2 separate regions of the Hordeum vulgare genome follow, and region 2 is linked to region 1. Evidence: chromatin contacts called from public Hi-C data. All regions are on one chromosome and are shown on one strand. Each heading gives the region's core, a stretch centred on a gene start, on an enhancer-like site or on the middle of the called end of the contact. The rest is flanking DNA. Distances are from core to core; before and after follow the strand shown.

The links. Hi-C and Micro-C count contacts between places; a contact is called where the count stands out from the background.
Region 2: a contact with region 1 is called in a Hi-C map of leaf, with 7 times the contacts expected there. The contact joins two enhancer-like sites. A contact is called at or near these places in 3 of 6 Hi-C or Micro-C datasets (all in leaf) and 1 of 1 datasets of contacts at active chromatin or transcription factors (embryo).

What each region holds. Positions count from the first base shown.
Region 1 is chr7H:58,146,335-58,151,667 of MorexV3_pseudomolecules_assembly, forward strand. It overlaps the pseudogene LOC123408273. Among protein-coding and RNA genes, the nearest start is that of LOC123411592, 7.8 kb to the left of the region's middle. Within about 2 kb of position 3,762, at least 3 of the 3 cell types and tissues checked have open chromatin away from gene starts, as enhancers often do. A contact at or near this core is called in leaf, where this site is marked.
Region 2 is chr7H:58,569,507-58,574,776 of MorexV3_pseudomolecules_assembly, forward strand. No RefSeq gene overlaps it. Among protein-coding and RNA genes, the nearest start is that of LOC123410349, 21 kb to the right of the region's middle. Within about 2 kb of position 2,250, at least 1 of the 3 cell types and tissues checked has open chromatin away from gene starts, as enhancers often do. A contact at or near this core is called in leaf, where this site is marked.

The DNA.
Region 1 (5,333 bases), core at 2,512-5,011:
ACTTCTCGTGTGGCTGCGTTGCAGATGTAGTAAGCTGGCGCAACAGCATCAAACAGAAGGGTGAGGCCATGGCATGGCACTGGCATGACTAGCTGCATCGAGTTGCCGCAGGCAGAGTCAAGGCTGAACAGCAGGTCATCTTTGGGGGCTGACGGGGAACATGAGCAGACCTCCGTGGAGCCGGGTCTTGATGTGGGTGAGACGAACAGTAGCTTCGGCGGTGCTATCTTGGGGGTTGCCATGTGGAGGTTGCAGAACTGCTCAGTGGAGAAGAGCGCAGCCCAGGAGCGGCAGACGACCCGGAAGCGGAGTATGGATTTGACGGGGAGCCGCAGTAGCACCTCCATGATCATCTCATCCGGGAGCGAACCACCACTGGATACGGTGGCCTTCTTCTTCTTGTTGGAAGCAGAGGGCGGCATGGCAGTGACCTTCTTCCTCTGGTTGCAAGCAGAGGATGGCACGGCAGTGGCAATCTTCCCCTCTTGTTTTGAGATCAAAGCACGAGATTGGCAATCTTCCTCTCTTTTTCTGAGACTAAAGCATGATCTGCGTACCCAAACTCGATGCAGTCAATTGATCTGCAATAAAATCAACATACGGGGACCTTAGCCTACTGATAGTGAACATCCCCGATGCAGATATACATACTGTAATACATTTCTGAAGTAAATAATCATAGAAACTGGCTCTATTCGCGGGGAGTAATACTGTACTTGTTTTTGGGGGAAGTAGTAATTGTTAGGAATATGCAACTTGAAAGGCCATAGGCCGATATATATACATGTACAAGTGTGGAACATATGAAAAAAAACCCTTATACAACGGGATAAATACAAATGATACATGACTTATATTATAACTCTAACAGTAATAACTCAAATAGACTTTGACCTCTGGGTACGGAACATGTGCGGTGAAATTGGATATGCATAAGGCGTATGATCGGGTAGAGTGGGGTTTTCTCGAGAAGATGATGATCAAGCTAGGGTTCAGCGCCGAGTGGGTGGCCCTCATCATGGAATGCATCTCCTCAGTCCAGTACCAAGTCCGTATTAATGATGAGCTTTCGGAATCTTTTGCTCCAACGAGGGGCCTTCGGCAAGGAGATCCACTGTCGCCCTACTTATTCCTCATATGTGCAGAAGGTTTGTCTAGCCTGATTGCTTTTGAGGAGACGGCAGGTAACATTATTGGACTAAAAGTGTGCCGAGATGCTCCCTCAGTATCCCACCTCCTCTTTCCGACGATTCTCTTATCTTGATGCGTGCGGACCAAGCAAATGCAGCATCCCTCCGGAAAGTTTTAGATGAATACTGCATGGCCTCGGGCCAGCTAGTCAGTGAGGCCAAATCTGCAATGTTCTTCAGTTCATGCACATCCGTCTAAGCTAGAGTGGAGATCTGCACCACACTTAATATTATGGCCGAAGCTCTCTCGAAAAAATATCTAGGACTGCCGCCAATTGTCGGAGTGGATCGCTCTGATTGCTTCCAACATCTTGTTGAAAGAATTCTGAGCAGGATTAGAGGGTGGAAAGAGAAACTTCTATCGATGGGGGGAAGAGAAACATTGCTAAAAGCGGTAACACAAGCTATTCCTTCTTATGCAATGTCTGTTTTCAAACTGCCGAAGGAGATATGTAATGAAATTACATCGGCAATGTCAAAATATTGGTGGGGTGATGACGAGCAGAAGAAACACATGCACTGGTTTGCATGGTGGAAGATGTGCGTGCCGAAAGAGAAGGGAGGCATGGGTTTCAGGGCCATCCATTGTTTTAACCTAGCTCTCCTAGCGAAACAGTCCCGGAGGCTCCTAAGTTACCCGGATTCATTGTGTGCAAGGGTGCTTCGAGCATAATACTACCCTGATGGTGATCTTCTCAATTGTACCCTAAAGAAGGGGAGCTCATATACGTGGCAGAGTTTGTGGAGTGGGATACAAACGTTCAGAGATGGCATCATCTGGCGTGTGGGTGATGGAGTTTCCATTAAAATCTGGGAAGACCCGTGGATACCAAGCAGCCCCAACAAAAAACTGATGACTCCACGAAGCAACATAGTACTGACCAAAGTATTTGAACTGATAGATGTGGATAGCAGAACGTGGGATGAGGAGCTCATAACGGATATCTTTTGGCCAGTCGATGCACAACACATTCTAAATATCCCTCTCGCGGTGGGGATGATGGACGACTTCGTATCCTGGCATCCAGACAGGCGCGACATGTTCTCTGTTCGATCGGCGTATCATCAAGAATGGGAGAACCAACATGGGCGAAAGTTGAGGAGGACGAACACAAACCATTCCTCAGGTAATAACCCTATTTGGAGAACCATTTGGAAGCTAAGGCTACCCGCTAAGATAAAAATTCACCTCTGGAAATCTTTACTGGGTGCTATACCATGCTATGGGGTTCTGGCAAATCGGCACATCATGACCAGCTCCCAATGTCCGCTGTGTACAATGGATTGTGAAAGTATAAAGCACGTGTTTTTCCAATGCCCTAGAGTGCAGGAAATCTGGAGGGTTTTGGGGCTATCGAGCCTGGTTAATCAAGTCTGCGCTCTGGAGCAAGACGGGAGTGGTGTTTTATCTGAATTGATACTCTCCAAGAGCACAATCAAATCAAATATATCGGATGTTGGGCGTGCTGAGCTGATCGCAACGGCAGTCTGGTATGTATGGTGGGAGAGGAGGAGTTCCACTCATGGTGAGCATATCGCTGAACCACCCAGATCGGCGCATGCAATATCGGCACTTGCAAAGAATTTTGTCAGGGCAAGGAACACGCGTCCAGGTGTTGTTCGCCATGGGTGGCAACGGCCGGCTGATGGTCTTTACAAACTTAATGTAGATGCTGGTTTCTCTGAAGACTCGGGGACGGGCAGCACAGGGGCGGTGCTGCGATCAGATAAAGGAGTGTTCATTGCCGGTTCATGCAGTGCTATATCATTTGCTGAAGACGTCGGTTCAGCGGAAGCAAGAGCTCTGCGAGATGGACTCATCCTGGCTAGCGAGGTGGGTGTGCAGAAGATCATTGTGGAGTCGGATTGCTAGGACGTGATTGACACCATGTTGCTCGACGACAATTCTCTTGGACCAGCGGCGGCAATGTACGAAGAGTGCTCTTTCCTTGCAAAGAACTTTAGTTCGATTCAGTTTGCCTTCTGCCCAAGGGACGCAAATGTGGTAGCACATACCCTAGCTAGGTTTGCTGAACCCACTGAAACTATAAAGTGGATGAAGGAGCCTCCTGATTTCATTATAGATACATTAGCTAATGTAGCTGATGATGTAACTGTCTTCTCACATGAAATATAAAGGCTGCTCAGGCTTTCCCCGTTCAAAAAAAAATAGACCTTGAACAAGACGGATTTAGTGTTGTCCACAGCAAAGGGAAGAAAAGACGACGAGATCTGGTAGTGTTTTTCTTCTGCGTGAGAGATCTGGTAGTTGACGAGATTGAATAAGAGCACTTGCGTGCTTACCTTGGCAAAAGGATGAATCGCTTCCGGATGGACCTTCAATCGCGGAGCTCCTTCAACCGGAGCTAGGGATTTGGTGACGAAAGACTCGATTTTTTTTTCCTAGCTGGGATGGAGGAACAGAGAATTTCCCGGGGGAAAACGATGGTAGCATCGAGACGGCTTGGGGATTTTTATTAGCTGGTCCTCGAAACCGACAAGGCAAGGACTCCGAGACACCTAGTACAATGGGCCGACGGCTCAAATTCAGTTTGGGCTGGCGATGCTTCTCCCATGAGGCTCAAAATCCTGTTTCACGCTTACTGCGTCAAAATGTCGGTCTGTCGCACAAGCCACCTGTTGATACGAGCGAATCGGGCCAGACCACACAAGCAGCCGGTTTTGAAAACATTCTAGATTTTCACGGTTTTTTTTTCGGTTTTGGGAATTTTCTAAAAGATTCCCTGATTCGTTTTTTTTCTTAAATATTTTTGTTTCTTTTTTTCTGTTTTAAAAATGTTCTGGAATTTAAAAAAATGTTCCGGGATTCTAAAAAATGTTCTGGAATTTTTATCATATGTGTTCGGATTAAAAAAAATTGTTTCCGAATTTTAAAAAATATTCTGGAATTTGAAAAAAAATAGAAAAAAAAAATAGATTTGTTTGAAACAAAAAAAATAAGCTAGACAACCCACTTGGGGGCGAGCCGAAGATGGGTTGGCCTAGTCGGGGGCGTCACCCACGTGCGGCGTGCGACTCCTTGCTGCAACGAGCCGCGAATAGGAGGTCCCCCCATGTGCTCCTATTATTTGGCCAACCCATGTGCTCCCCTGCACCGCTCCCCTCTAGTTAGGGTTATCGCTGCTTCCAACGACGCATGGCAATTGACCTGGAGATCTGCCTCCCCTACCTTCTCTCACGGCGGTCTGCGGTCGGGGCTTCTCCCCGACAGGAGCAGCCTGAGAGGAGGGGTTTCTAGGGTTCTTCCTGCCCACGGAACAGAGTTCGTTCACGGGCAAGTCATGGCGATGGATAGCTGGGCGTCAGGTTCTGGTGCCGGCTCGAACAACAACGACCTTGAATCGATGATGAAGGAGTTGGGCCTTCACAAGGAGGATCGGGAAGACGTCATGGTTGTGGAAGACGATCTACCAGAAGACGCTACTCAATGGATGGCAGTGGCTATGGTGCATACAAATCGCCCTTATAGCCAGTATTGGTTCTATACAAACATGAGGGTTGCTTGGGACCTGGCTCAGGAGGTGAAGATCCGCCCTCTCAGCGACAACCTCTATACCATGCAATTTTCGTGCTTGGATAATTGGGAACGAGTTATGGAGGAGGGACCCTGGACGTTTAAGGGGAAGGCCATGATCATAGCGCCATATGATGGCCTCACTCGGCCATCAACCATAGCCCTTGACAAAATTGATATGTGGATCCAGGTACATGACCTACCCGACAGCCTCTTCCAATATATCAAGCCTCTGGCCGCAACAGTGTGGGAACTGGGAAGTCATCTTCGTTGAGCCGAAGTCGCAAGTTTTTGAAGGAAACTTCTTCAGAGTGCGGGTGAAGGTAGATGTCACACAAAGGATGAGGAACGCCGTTTCACTCATTATAGAGAAGAAGAGGGAGATCTTTAGGGTCAAGTATGAACATCTACCGGACTGGTGCGCAGTGTGTGGCCAATTGTTCAAGGAATGTGGTAATGGTGTCCATCCTCCAGCTGCGCTAATATACAAAAACCTACAAGTCGAATGGTTCAGAAGCCCTAGAAGGGGACCTGGCGCTGACAGGAGCGTGTGAAGCAACCGTGGCAGAGATCGTGGCAGCCGGTCAGGGCTTGGATCGGGTCGTAGT
Region 2 (5,270 bases), core at 1,000-3,499, 420 kb after region 1:
TTATTGATCTGGTCCACTGAAACTTCTCAAAATCACATGAGGAAATTACATTTGACTATCCCATTGCTAGAGGCGAGATGGTAGCTCATCTCTCAGGGAACTCCTAGTTAGCGCCTCCGGCGCCAACTAGCGAGGCTGGTGCTCGCGCGCGTGCTAAACGGGCCATGGCCCATTCAATGCGTCTGTGCTTGTTCGCTTGCTTGGGGTTCGTTCTTGGTTTTCTGGCGAAGTTGACTAGGTTCGACTTTTCCTGCAAAAATTCAACAACAAAAAAAGATCGCAAAAATCAGAAAATTTCTTTAGATTCAACGAAAGTTGATAGATTTCACAAAATTTCATCATTTTTTTAGAAAAGCTCACGAATTTTTTAAAAATCCTGAATTCAAAAAAGCTAAATAATTTTGAGAAAAGTACGTCGATTTAAAAGAAGTTCATCCCCAATTTGAATAAAAATTCATTGATTTGAAAAAAAGTTCATCAATTTTTAAAAAGTACATCCCAAATTTGAACAAAAACTAATAGATTTGAAAAAATGTTTATCAAACTCGAAAAAAATTCGTCGAACGAAAAATGTTCATCCTAAATTAAAAACATTCATTGATTTGAAGAAAAGTTCATCAAATTCCAAAAAATTTCATCAATTGTTTTAAAAAAAGTTCACAAATTTAATGAAATTCCTGAAGTTATTTTTTTCATTAATTTTGGAAAAAGTTCATCGATCTAAAATAAGTTCATCTCGAATTTGAATAAAAATAAATTGATTTGAAAAAAATCATTAAATTCCAAAAAAGTTAATCGATTTAATAAAAGTTCATTTGAAAAAGAAAAAGGAAGCAAAAAAGTAACAAAGAAAAAGATAAGAAAAATAAAAAAGCAAGCAAGCCGTGTTGAAAAAAAAAGAAAAAATGAGAAACCGGTCACGATCTGAAGAAAGAATAGAGAGGATAAAATGAATAAGTTATCGCGCATTGTGGGTTGTCCCAAGTGGTTGCTGCGTTTCTAACTTATGTGCTACGTCTCTGGTTCGAATCCGTTCTTGGCCTCCTTTTTTCCAATTATTAACAGAATAAGAGAATAAAAGCATCTGGGCGAGTCCAAATTACGACTGAGGGGTATGCGCTGTAGCGCTAAATAAGATTCGCCCATCTCGCAATAGGCGAGACATGGCCGTGGTACCACAAATGGTGCATTAGGGATATTTTTCCAACCCTTAAGCAGACCAGGCCGCACTCCCCCACAAGGCCACAACTTTCCCTTTGTTTTCCACGCCCTCTCATAACAATCGATCTCTTCATTACGCGTGCGTGATACAGAACATCCCGCCCGCTTCCGACCTCCCGCATCCACGCCTGTTCGTTCGCCTATCCGTTTTTGCCCACACGCACTCGGCTTACCGCCTTTCCCACACCCACGATTGGTAAGTTTGACACTTCATTGCGACTTCCTATAGGGTGACTTATATGTCGCGTTTCTAAATATAAGTCCTTTAACGATTTTACTAGAGACTACATACAACGAAAAATGAATGAATCTATATATATATATATATGTAAAATGTTTGGGGCACCTAGGTGTCTGGGCACCTAGGTCACTTATGGCAAGTCATATTTATTAGTGCATGTCATCCAATCGACAAAAATAATGTCTTTCCATATTTTGTTTGCATGTACAAATATATTAAATGGTGTTTGCTTTCCAAAACAAAAATAGTCTGAACATTTATACATTAGTTCATATATGTGTACATGTATCTGACATTTCCACATAGACCGTGATACGTGTTACTGGGTATTATATTAAACGAAAATATGTATGTGTCGGTGTTATACCCAATAAACATATACACATAAATATCATACATTTTAATAAATATGTTTTGGTGTTATACTCAATGAAAATAAACTAGTCTGCATATTTATAGAGTTTATTATGCATCCTGGGTGAATAGAGTTTATTCGTCACCAAAACATATTTACTGGGTATTATATTCACATGAATAAAGTTTATTATGCATCCTGCGTGAAGAATAAACTAGTCTGCATCCTGGGTGACGAATAACGCGATTCTATATATATATATATATATATATATATATATATATATATATATATATATATATTACGTGGTGGAATTTAGAAAAAAGAATATTTAAAAACGGAAGGACTAGTTGGCTCGCTCAGTTGGCAGGCCTATTAAGAATGAACGCTCGCTCGATCACTCCAGCAATAGGCAGGTTTGCTCGCTAGTAGATTCTACGGGAGCTCCTACCTAAGCTCCTATCTATCGCTCTTTATGCGAGGGAGTTCTCGTACGCGCAGGGGGGGTCGTCCGACTAAGCCGGCTTAGTTTTTTTGCTCTCACAAAAATCTGATAACTATTTTTCTTCTTCTTTTCTGTTTCTTTTCATCCATTTCTTGTTATTTCCTTTCTTTTTTAAATTTTTGATTCGTTCTTTCTACCTTTTTCATTTTTTTCATTTTTTATGAAAGCGAACAAATGTTGATTTTTCATCATTTTTTGAAAACATGATTTTAGAAAATGGAGAACAAATTTAAAAGCGCAAACAAATTTTCAAAGGATGAACATTTTTAAAATCTTGAGAATAAATTTAAAAACCGAGAATTTTTTTAAAAATCATGAACAAAATTGGAAGTGTGAACAATTTTGTAAAGAACGAATAATTTTTTGAATCTTGAAAACAGAATTTTTAAACGGAGAATAAAGTAGTAATTTCATAACACCCTTAAAAACAATATTTCTTTTAATTTGTTCAACATCGTAATAACAATAGACCTCCTTGGCATGAGAAGATAATATTTCATTATCATTAAACACACATTGGTAGGGAAGGTATTTTTTAGTTTCTTCAGAACAACAAGTAAAATCATGTATTTCGCATAAATTTCAAACATAGTAACACAAAGTATTTATTTGATGCCACAAGAGTTTCCCTTTTAAGATAAGAGGTGCCGCACATAATAAGGATGCTCATTTAATGATTTTTCCTCAACTAAGCTAGTTGGGTTTTCAGCACGAGCACAAAGGGATCGAAGATGATCCAAGTAATAAGCTTCTATACTGGGAAACATTTTGGGTAGTTCCCCAACCACTCGGTTAGTAAGTATATCTATTTTTTGATATTTTGCATTTCCTACCCATAACTAAAGATAGAAAACAACTTACAACATAACATAAAAATTACATAGTGATCAAGAAAACAAGCACATACAAGAATATCAACCGCTACACGATTGCTCCCCGGCATCGGCGTCGGAAAAGGTCTTGATAACCCACTACTGTAGGAGATAGTTTGTAGCCTTTTTTTAATAAGTAAGAGTGTCGAACCCAACGAGGAGTTACAGGTAGAACAATAGGACTATCGACCACCGATACAACTCTACGCACTCTAACGCTTACTTTACCTAGAACAAGTATGAAAGTATTTTGCAGAAAGGAAACTAGATGCACTTAGTAGGTGTAATAGATAGTTTTGCAAGAAAATAAAAGCAAGTAAATAAAAATCAGGGGCTGTTTAGATAAATATTAAGTCAGTTATTTGATTCGTAGAAGGTTTTTTGTAACGCAAGAGAAAGATTGACCATATGCAATTGAATATAACATGATAGATATTTATCATATGCAATGAGGGAGAGGCATACGCTAACACACTTTTCGTACTTCGATCATATAAACTTATGATTGGATCTCTAGCAAGCATCCACAACTACTAGAAATCATTAAGGTAAACCCAACCATACATTTAAACATCAAGTCCGCTTTACTCCCATACTCAAACAAGTCCCTTACTCGGGTGTAAGCTTTTTTCACTCTAGCCACCCACTATAAGCGAATCATGAACATATTGCAAACCCTTCAACGAAAATCCTTCATGCGTACACCTCATGGAAGGCACCTTAGGAAAGCACCATATCAACATACAACTCATATCAACAACATCATACCCCAATTAACCCGTAGGACAAAATAGATCTACTGAAACATCATAAGATAGTCACACATCATTGGATAATAATATATAGCATCAAGCACCATTTTAAGTAGAGATTACAGAGGGGAAGAGAGGTTTTACGCTGCTGCATGGAGGTGAAGAGAGTTGGTGGTAATGGCAGCGAAGTTGTTGGTGTAGATCGTTGTCATGATGGTTGCCCAAGTGGCGTTTTGGTTCCATCGGGAGAGAGGGGGAGAGAGGTCTCCTCCTTCTTCTTCCTTGGCCCCCTCCCTAGGTTGGAGGAGAGTTCCTCCTCTGGTCCATGGCCACCATAGTTCCCGGAGGGCTACAGCCCCTCCGACATTGGATCTCTCTCCTATTTTTGCTCCTGTTTCTGGCCCTTCGTCGTTTCTTAAATATCCATAGATCCATCACTCCAATCGGACTGAAATTGTGAGGGGATTTTTATCAGGAAAATATATTTCTTGCGGCCAAAGTAGAGCTCCAACCAACTTAAGGCGTGGCCACAAGGCATCGGGGAGCGACCACCCTGCTGGTCACGCCTTGTTTCCTTGTGGGCGCCTCACGCATCGTGTGGCGTTGATTATTCTTCCAAAAATTCACATATATTCCAAAAAATCTCCATAAATTTTTCTCACTTTGGACTTTGCTTGATATGGAATTTATGCAAAAAAAAAAAAGAACACACAAAAAAAAACTAAAACTAACACTAGGCACTCGATAAGAAGTTAGTCCCAACAATAATATAAAATATTGCCAAAAGTGTATGAAAGTTGTAGAACATTGGCACGAAATAATCAAAAATTATGGATACGACAGAGATGTATCATCGCCCTTATCGTTTGGGGTGTCCATCATATAGACATTGTAGGTTGAGGTGGTTGTCCGTCGTCCAACAGTGGGAGGGGCAATGGTGTCGACATCTTCGTCCATGTCCTTGGCCTCTTTAGAGGTGTAGTCCAACATATCAGTTAAATCTTCGATACTGGCTACCAAGTGGGTGGTGGGTGGGACATCAAATTCCATGTGGTCTGCCTCAAGACCGATCCGAGCATAGGTCAAGGACGGTTCATCCGTAATGTTCATAATCTGGATCGAGCCAACGTCTCGTTCAATAGTGAGAGGTCAACGGGATTAGTTTTCCGGAGTCTTTTGGAGTTGACCTCCAGCACGTCGACACATGGAGCGTGCTCGGCCAAGGCTGACCCTTGGTCTTCGAACGCTATAATCGGATCCGAGCTCAAGGCCGGATCCGAGGCCCGAAGTTAAAGCTTCGGGATTTCCATGCTCATAGGGTGAC